Regions from separate parts of the Gadus morhua genome. Here region 2 is linked to region 1. Evidence: chromatin contacts called from public Hi-C data. All regions are on one chromosome and are shown on one strand. The core of a region is the stretch at or near the end of the contact, and the rest is flanking DNA. Distances in the headings are between cores, read along the strand shown.

What was found. A called contact is a pair of places that touch in the nucleus more often than the background predicts.
Region 2: a Hi-C map of gill shows a contact between it and region 1, with 6 times the contacts expected there. The contact joins the promoter of slc66a2 here to the promoter of ctdp1 in region 1. A contact is called at or near these places in 5 of 6 Hi-C or Micro-C datasets (blood, gill, heart and 1 more).

Annotation. Positions count from the first base shown.
Region 1 is chr22:20,507,059-20,511,892 of gadMor3.0, reverse strand. It overlaps ctdp1 (CTD (carboxy-terminal domain, RNA polymerase II, polypeptide A) phosphatase, subunit 1), which reads right to left and starts at 1,948. Exons shown (of 12, transcript XM_030347651.1): 1 at 1,371-1,948; 2 at 281-364. The coding sequence starts at 1,672. adck5 (aarF domain containing kinase 5) reads left to right here and starts at 4,127. Exons shown (of 16, transcript XM_030347652.1): 1 at 4,127-4,507.
Region 2 is chr22:20,637,846-20,642,679 of gadMor3.0, reverse strand. slc66a2 (solute carrier family 66 member 2) reads left to right here and starts at 2,818. Exons shown (of 5, transcript XM_030346994.1): 1 at 2,818-3,737; 2 at 4,338-4,471. The coding sequence starts at 3,535.

The DNA of each region.
Region 1 (4,834 bases), core at 699-3,198:
AATGCCAGATGTCATGATATACATGAACGCAGCTTTATTCCACACTATGAAACGCATCGCATCGATTTTGTTCAAAATGTAAAATGGATGCATCTTCTTATGATGTAATTGATTTAGACAGGTAAGTTAAAGCCCTTGAGTTTAATGGTTTATCAAAGTGAAGGTTTTGGATACAATGCAATACATTCATTGATTAGATTTGTACACTTTGCTCTAGAGATTGACGAAGTGTGTGGAAAATTGCAGCACACCCTGAAAGAGTAATTTGAGGTTTCCTTACTGTGTCAAATCCTGTCCACATTCAGCACAAAGTCCTTTCATCACTATAGGATGGCTGCATTCTTCAATTCGGACGATGATACCCCTGTTATTGAAAATACAAGTGAGTACACAGGCACTGCATCAGGTCAGTTTGACTTACGTGTCTGAAATGTGGCATACAGAAGACAGAGCAAAAACTGAATAAATATTGTAACAAGTAAAAAAAACATGCCAGTAGACTTAGATCAGAAACAAACAAAACAAAAAAGGAATTTAACAAATTGACGAATGCCAATATAAGTTAACTGAACTGTTTTATTTCTCTGGACATTTACAACTATGCTGTTCCTGTTTCTGAGCAGCAGGTGTTTTCTGCGTCTATAAAGAGCAGCTCGAACACACCCCCTAATGTGGGCAATAGGAAATGAGAAAACCAATGACCCGGATTTTTTATGAAATAGTAGTTTTGCTCTAGTAAACCCAGCTGGTTACAATGTGGTACTATAGTTTAGTACCACAGTTAGGGAGTAAACAAACTCCCTCTGTGCACTATGGCCTGTCAGCGTTACGCATGTTAGCCTTGATAGCCTGTGTTGTTCTTATAGTGAAGATAGATGAGAAAACAACCGCCAGACGTCATAATCTTAATAATGCATTTTCAAACCTAATGTTTTTTATTCTCTGGAAGCATTATTGACTGAAAGTGTATTTTTGACGACGGGGGAGCAGTAACACCGGGTAGCGTTACGACGCGGGACGGTCTACCTGCCTGGTGAGTGACTCGTACTGCCTTCACTTTAGACAGTCAACTAGTACTCATTATAGCAAATCGTAACAGTATATATAACAGTCTGTCTATAGCAAATAACGTTTTTATAAACCGCCAAATAAACTACGAAAAAGTTGTGGGCCCGCCGGTGTGTTGTTTGCCCCCATCCCGACGCTGATCAGATCTACCCTTCTGGCTAGCGGACTAGCTGCTAGCCTACAAGCTAACGCATGTTATTCATTGGTTGTAGGAAACAACTTTAAGTTTAAGGGTTGTGTGAGTCCATACAGGGCGAGAGGAGAGGGATGACGAGAGGCTAGACAGCCTAGGTTGAACTCACCCAGGGGGTATGACCTGCCCGAGCTGACAGCAAAGCTCCCTGATCACTCCGGCGCGGTCCGACTTCACCTTCTTCTCCGGGAGCCTGTTGACATGTTTCTGGGGCTTCAGACCGCTCTCTACCGCCGAGGAGATCGGAGCACATAAGGCCAGCACCGAGTCCACGTTGACGAGAGACCCGGGTTTGACTTTCCACTCTAGCAGACGCAGAGGCAGAGCTCCGATGGGCCAGCGGATGTCTGCCACCTGCACCACGGGGCCCTCTGCCGCGGAGCCGCCGCCAGAATCCGCGGGGTCCTCCATCTGTTTGGCACTCTTAAAATCCCGTCAACGTGTAGTAGTAATGGTGCAGGTAAAATACCATTTGATTTTCGCACAGCTTCGCCTGTCATATAAGTGCAAGTAGAGGGTTTTCCGATTAACATTCACGGACGCGTAGCCAATAATAAGCTGATATACAAAACACTAGCGTTGTGTCGGTCGCTCTGTTCGCTCTTCCCGCCCGTAAACAGGAAGGCTGCAGCTACAGGATCATACAGCATCCAGTGTTGCCAGATTGGGTCAGAGTTCCCGACCAATATGACAACACTGGCTGTAACGCGCTTGAGCCAGTTTTGCCAGATTGGGAACTCAGTCCCAATCTGGCAACACTGACAGCATCCGGTAGTCCGGTGAGGAGGGCTGAGGTGTTTGGTTCCTCGTGTTGCGTTAGCGCACGGGGAAAAAAAGATATAAACAAAAAGGAATAGTACTATGTTATTATTATGTAAATTCTAAAGACAAGTAAAAACATTCAGTAACTCTAGGTTGCCATATCTAACCAATTTGTTTAAGCACCACTTAGTTTATTTACATTATATATCGTCATTGGTGTAGTTTTAATTTTGTTCAATATTGAAACATAGAATAATGATTGTCTGAATTATTTATAAAAAAATATTAATCCTAATTGATCTAAAATGTTCCATAAAATATAAAGAACACAGAAGTGCTATGGGACCCATTGCAGACTTTCTGATGTAAGATGATGTAACATAAAATGAGACATGCTTTTATGATCTCATGGGTGTCTTTTATTTTTTCTTTGTTTCCATGTTGCCACATGAACATACACAACCATAACACTGGGTCTAATGCGCAGTTGCCAAAATAGCCTGCCTTGTGGATGAGAAAACCTTGAGAAACCTATGTTATGTTCAACCAAATTATGCTTATATTCCTGAAAGTAAAATGGGTTAATCCAACAATTTATTGTTTACATATATTCAATAGCACGAACATGAGGAAACACAAAACAACGTTTTATAAACAGCACACATGTAAACATAGATACATAGTAATAGTTAGCAATAAACTGTTGCAGGCCCTTGTTTTATTACCATTGAAGCACAGTTCACTGCGGTGCAGCAAAGGATGCATGTTGTCTGTGTTGGGTTTAGTGAGATTTTAACTGATTAATCATGTTGCCACTTGCACACCTGCACATTATATATTTATAATCTATATTCAAATTGTATCTATATGGTAGTGTTTTCTTTATATAACCATCTTACCAAGATCAATGATTTCTATCACTTAACAATGGAACACATTCTCATTCTTTCATTTTCGTTATTAATATTTCTCCTAGAGTTGTTAAATATATTTTGCTGATCCATCACAGATAACGCATCCCAGGAGTAGAGACATATCGCTAATCAATCAAAGTATAATTGTATAGTAGTCATACCCCCCACCCGTGTGGAAGCTATCGCACTTCTATGAACAAGAGTGTCCTGTTTTTTTCAAACTTAAAGGTTTTCAGACTAGTTTGTAGCAATATAACAAACAAACAGAATAGCACGTTGTTTAGAAGTTGCTGTTAAATACTATAGCTGACAGTGAAGTGTTGCGTGTACGTGATTCCTTCTCACCCATGCCTCCGGATTGCAAGGCGCTACCTTCTCTCCACCTTTTCCTCTTGTGTGGACTCTCTCTGTCCTCCTATCAGCGGGCTCGCCCTGGTTCCTTCCCACCGCCCTGCCAGCTCTCGACCCTATCCCCTCTCACCTTCGGTGTATCTCTCCAAACCTCCTTAGTTTCATCACCAATCTCAACAATACCTCTTTGACAACTGTTTTTTCTTTTCAAACACTCTTAAAGCAAGATTGAACCAACTTTAAAAAAAAAAAACCTGACTCAACCAATGTGATGTAACAAATTCCAGACCTGTCTCTCTTTATTTCGAAAACAGTTGAGAACTCTTAGCTCAAAGATCTCGACCCTCACCAGTCTCCAGTTCATCTCATTTCTACCCCTTACCCCTTCAAAACAAGGGGGAGGGGTAAGGGGAAGGGGTAAGGGGTAGAAAGGGGATTGGGCCTAAGAGGCCCTCAGGGTGCATCAAGTCACTGGGGTCTGTCATTCGGTCAAATGGCTTCTCCTACCACTGCTATTCAGATGACAACTGATTCTGTGTTGTCACGGTGTCAAACCAGGATGGCGCGTCTGGATGCCATCTCTCAGTGGATGTCCACACACCACCTGGAGCTCCATCCTCACAAGGCTGAGCTGCTCTTGGGGAGGCCATGAGGCTCAGGAGGTAGAGCGGGTTGGCTGGTATCCGGAAGGTTGCTAGTTAGGTCCCCGTCTCCTCCCAGTGTCGAGGTGTCCCTGAGCAAGCCCCCTCTTACCCTGACTGCTCCTGACGAGCTGGCTGTCACCTTGCATGGCTGCCACCGCCGTCGGTGCGTGGATGTATGAATGTGTGGAATTAATGGGTGAATGTGAGGCAATATTGTAAAGCGCTTTGAGTGGCCACTGGTTAGAAAGCTCTCTATAAATGCATTCAATTTCCTCTTCGTTCAAGGGAAAGCTTCTTCATCCATGAAGTCTCCATCCATATTGATTACTATGTGCCACGGAGTGATCAATATGGATGGAGACTTCATGGATGAAGAAGCTTAGCGACCCTCAGACACCACACAGAGTCTGTGATGTCTGAGGCTCGGACAGCATGGAGACTAATGGGGACCGCTGCCCCGGGCAAGCATCCCCTCTGCGACCACCCACTCCAGCAGAGTCATGCTCCAGGTCATCAAGGAGAAGACGCCCATACCTCAGTCTGAAGGCCAAGGCGACTGCTGCGACTCCCTTCCGGTTGGTCTGCCTGCGTGCGCCATGTGTCCCCTACAGCTCACCCAGAATGCAGTAGTCTGGCTAGTCCTCAACAAACCGAAGTTCTCCCACACTACACCACTCCTCCGCACCCTGAATAGACACACAGCCCATCCACGACACTCTGTCTCTGCCAAGCGGTTTGCTGCTCCCTCAGTGGAGGTTTCAGCAAAATTCAGATTTTTTTCCTACTGGCTCCACAATGATGCACCGAGCTCTACAGTTGACAGCAGAAGCCGCATTGATCTTCTGTCTCAGGCTTTATCTGATCTGCTCAGACTGCATACTTTCTGAGATTGCCCATGAAAA
Region 2 (4,834 bases), core at 1,569-4,068, 130 kb before region 1:
AAATGTGCAGGCCTTTCTCCAACTTCTGCTTAGGCATTTTGCTGCCTTTCTTTCCCGACCGGTAAATGGTAAATTATTAATGGTGCAGCAGCTATTTATGTATGGGACATTTCTTGTTCTCTATTTGAGGACTGATGCAGTATCACTGGTGCAGACACTGGAAACCTCCTATCGCATATTGTTAAAGGTCCCATGACATGCCACCAGATGTGGTGTGATTAGCAAGCCGTTATCTGGCCCTTATGACATCACAGGTGGACTTGTCCACCTAGATGTGTGCTGGATAGATCAGTCTACCTGCTTACCCAGTGGACTGTCGCAAACGTTGCTCATCTATCCGTCACACATCTCGTTGCACACGCCCACCTGTCATGTCATAAGGGGCAGATTTCCAAAACTGCTTGTAGCGGCTAACCACAACACAACAGGTGGCATGTCATGGGACCTTTAAAGAGTGTGAAATGGCATTCAGATCTTTTATCCAATGTCAAATAAAGATTTCTATAATATGATATAGGTTATATTTGGTAGATTACAGAATAAAGAAAAACATGATGTAAACACTGGACAACAATAGGCTATAGGAGGAATGTGTTTAGATTTGATTTTGAGCATGTGACAACACACGCTAACCAGTTGTGTGTTAGCCGCTGTGCTAGCACACTGCAGGCTGTAATGTATGACATGAAACAAAAGCAACATTATGATAAACTATGTTTTAACTCTAAAAAAATGACACAGTTTTAATGATCACCGGTATTTATTTGAAGGAGAATGTATTTTGCATCCTCAGAAATGAAGACATGGTGAAAAAGTAAAGTTGAAATAAAAAATGATATAAAGTCTATTCTTTAAACTTTAGTATGTGGATATTTTCTTTAACACATCTAAAGAAATCGGCTCATCGCTTTCGGCAATAATCCTCGCCGACGCCGTTACCTGCGGTTCCACCGTTCGTCCATCTCATTAGACCACACTCGGTCCTCCCGTCATGGACACACCTATCCCTGTGTCCATGGAGGCCTCCTCAATGCCAGATGAAGTGAGTGTGGACCATTTTCCCCCTTGGCCCTCCGTCGGGTCACTTTGGGCCCGGCTGCTCGTCCGTTCCTGCCTGCGTCATGAGGTCCGTCACGTTCCTCTCCAGCCCGTGGATACGCGTGCCCATCTGGTCTAGTGCCCCAGTTCAGGAAAATGTGTTTGCTGCCTAAACAGTGAGAATTGTTGTATAGTAGTGTACTTTTGCTTTACAACGTCGACTCATGACTTCAATTAGGAATGTCATTGCTCAGAACCTCCCTGGGTTTTACTTTGCATTTGATAAAGGCAACCCTTGAATCTTTAACAATTGGGCGCAGCCGTTATCAGTGGAACACCATTAGTGTTCTAAAACTATTGTTTTGGAAGAGGGAATGGTTTCCCTGGTATATGCTCTACAGGGGGCAGTGAAATCTGCCCTTTATCAGGCCAAGAAGGTTTTATTTGAGGTTTAAAGAGCCCAGCAAATCGAAATGTTATAAAATATATATATTACCTTTTTTTATTATTATATATGTTATAATAATTCATGGTTGAATTACCCCTTTAAATGATCTGCTATCATTTGAAGGGGTAACGATAACAATATGTCCCTAGCATATGAAAAATCATGGGGTTATGAATATCGCATTACATCTCGAGCACACCATGACAGTTACACAAGCCGGCATCTATAATGGACTGCTTTTCAAAAGGATATGTTTGGATTCGAGTTGTTCAGAGATTGCTTGGAATTTCCCCTGCAGACGGTCCATAGTTTGCTCCATCTGGCAAAACGAAAAACCCAACAACAAATGGGACACATAATTGGTTATTGTACTCAGGCTATGCAGTGTGCATGCAAACAAACTTACAGTTTCGGTCATATCCCTTAGTGTCTCTTGTTCTGTGTTAGACATTTGGTTATTGTACTCAGGCTATGCAGTGTGCATGAAAACAGACTTACAGTTTCGGTCATATCCCTGAGTGTCTCGGGTTCTGTGTTAGACATTGTTGACATCGTTGATCATGGGGTCTATTAGCACTGGGAATGTTGCAAAGTTTTCTGGTAGTCGCATACGAGCAAAGGGGCAAAGCCACCAAAATGTCCACGGTGGGACGGGTGGAACAGACTCAACCGCAAAACTTAATCCTTCCCCCCAGACGTCGATTGAAGATAATCTAGCTCTTTAAAATTGAAGGGACATTATGCCCTACAAAACCTACAAAGAGTTGGTTCCTTGAGGCGTAACCTCCCCGATAAGTTTACAGTCTGGGACAAAGCCTGCCCACTGCGGTTAACCCATTGTGGATTTGCTACTGAAATTGCTACCTTAATAATAAATAATAATACATTTAATTTAGAGGCGCCTTTCAAGACACCCAAGGTCACCTTACAGAGCATATAAGGGTTATTAGGGTTAGGTCTACATCATTCCCCTTTACATAATGGATTATAATCCTACTTTACAGTTAAACCGGAGTCGCAGTAATGTGGTGTGGTTATGCAACCTTTGAAAATAAAACAAGATTTTGTTGTACCATAGTCAACCCTTGTAGGTTTTTTTTTTTTTTCTCGAAAACAATACTTAGTCTGCTACATCATATAGCAACAACAATCTGCATTCTGTTCTTCATACACGGGTATTTCTCTTAAACGCAAAACCATATTAGTAACCAGTGTTGCCAGATTGGGCGGGAAATCTTGCCCAATCTGGCAACACTGTTGGTAAAGGCAGCTATCGCTGATACATGTTTGCCTTTAGGACCCCGCGGCTTCCGTCACATGTTTACGTCAGGGGGAGTGGCCTGTGTCACGTGCCCGGAAAGAAGCAGCACTCCTGTGTTCGGTTTGGATTGTTGTTTCCCTATTTACCAATTTCCTCTGAAAGCAGAGTTACTAATGTCCCAATTATGCCCTTATATCCACAACATGCTATGTGAAATTTTGCCGTTCCATTTGAATGGTCTTAGATATATTAGGGGGGTGAATGTATTTTGTTTCTAACATACAATCGGACTGGTTAGCTTAATCGGAACAGTTATATCAGAAATCCGGACGCTTTTAATTGTGCCTGCAACAATTTCCAAATATTGCTGCAGACAGGATACACGTTGTGAATGCATTCCTCTAGTCACCCCTTAGGTTTTTGTTGTCATCTGTTGTGGGGCTGGCCCGGGTCGTCATTTCCGATTCACAAGGGCTCCTCCTGACTCGTGATGGCGTGGCATTCAGCTTGAGGGAAGAGCTTACACTTTAATGAATGTGTCTTTGATGCTTCCAGACAATTCTTTTAGTAGATATATGTCAGCCTCATTCCGTGACAGTACTATTCCTCACTTTGGCCGCCATTGTAAATTGAGGGCATTCATTTAGATAGAAAAAAAACACAGCAAGTGAAGAGCAAACTCCTGCAGGAACCAGTGGTCTACTGCACTGACCAAAGTCTTGGCAACTTTGGTTCTCTGCGCATCGGTGTGGACACAACCTGCTCACAACTTGATGCCTACTGAACTATGGAAGATGAAGTGTTTGAGCAGCTTCTGCAGGTCTTTAACCAACTTGTGCTATGGATCGCTGCCGGTGCGATGATCTTCGGCGGGGTGGTCCCTTACATCCCTCAGTACAGAGACATACTGCGGACGCAAAATGCTGAGGGCTTCTCCACGTATGTGTGTCTTGTCCTTCTTGTGGCAAATATTCTGCGCATACTATTCAGGTAAGCAAAACTAAGACAGAAACTTCAGACAACTGTCTCGTACAAATACATATCAGGAAAAGCATGTATTGACATTATATGATATGGCCTGCTAAATTTGAATGCTTGAGCTAATCTAATTTTCAGTAGTCACTGGCCATACTATAAGACTAACCCTAACTCTATAAACTAGATTCCTGTAACTGGGGCTGTCCAGTAAATCATACACCTTTTAATGCTTTACTTTTTGGAACCCAAAAGATGCCCTATTGTGCTAGGGCCATTGGCTTTACCAACAAATGGGACATATGGCATAATCTCCTTAAGCAAAGTGAATAGAGTAGTAAACCTATTCACCAGACCCAACCCAAATTCTATAAGTGTGACTGTACAATGGTTCAAGACAATGTGGGGTAGAAGACAAACTGGAAGAACAGGGAATGTTAATGACAGGTACCTCCACGTTTAAACAGTGTGCATGGTTCAAACATTAACATCCGCTTTAGGACAGATGGATAACGACCCAGTGAAAAAAAAACCTGGTGAAACAGGGATATTTCGTCTGTGTTACCTCTTCCCACGTCCCCCAATGGGCCTCTTTTGACCTCCTTTGTCTGTTAGATTCGGGCGCTACTTCGAGACGCCGCTGCTGTGGCAGAGCATCATCATGATCGTCACCATGCTCACCATGCTCAACCTGTGCACCAGCGTGCGTATGGCCGGCGAGCTCAGCACCAAGCGCCGCTCGTTCCTAGGTCAGTCACACGCAGCAACGCACACACACGCACGCACACACACACACGCACGCACGCACGCGCGCGCACATCATGCAGCTTTAACACATGTGTCATTGATAGTATATATTGATAGTTATTTATGAATCCCAGATATAAATGAACAAGAGTGCATTACTTTCTTGCTAGAGGCACAGGGTGAGAGAGGAAGGAGGATCCCTTTCCCACTCAATCTGGTGTTATATCATATTCATGTCGGTGTCATATTCACTTTGTATGTACACCCACACACGCACACGCGCGCACATCATGCAGCATTAACACATGTGTCATTGATAGTATATATTGATAGTGATTGATAGTTATTTATGAATCCCAGATATA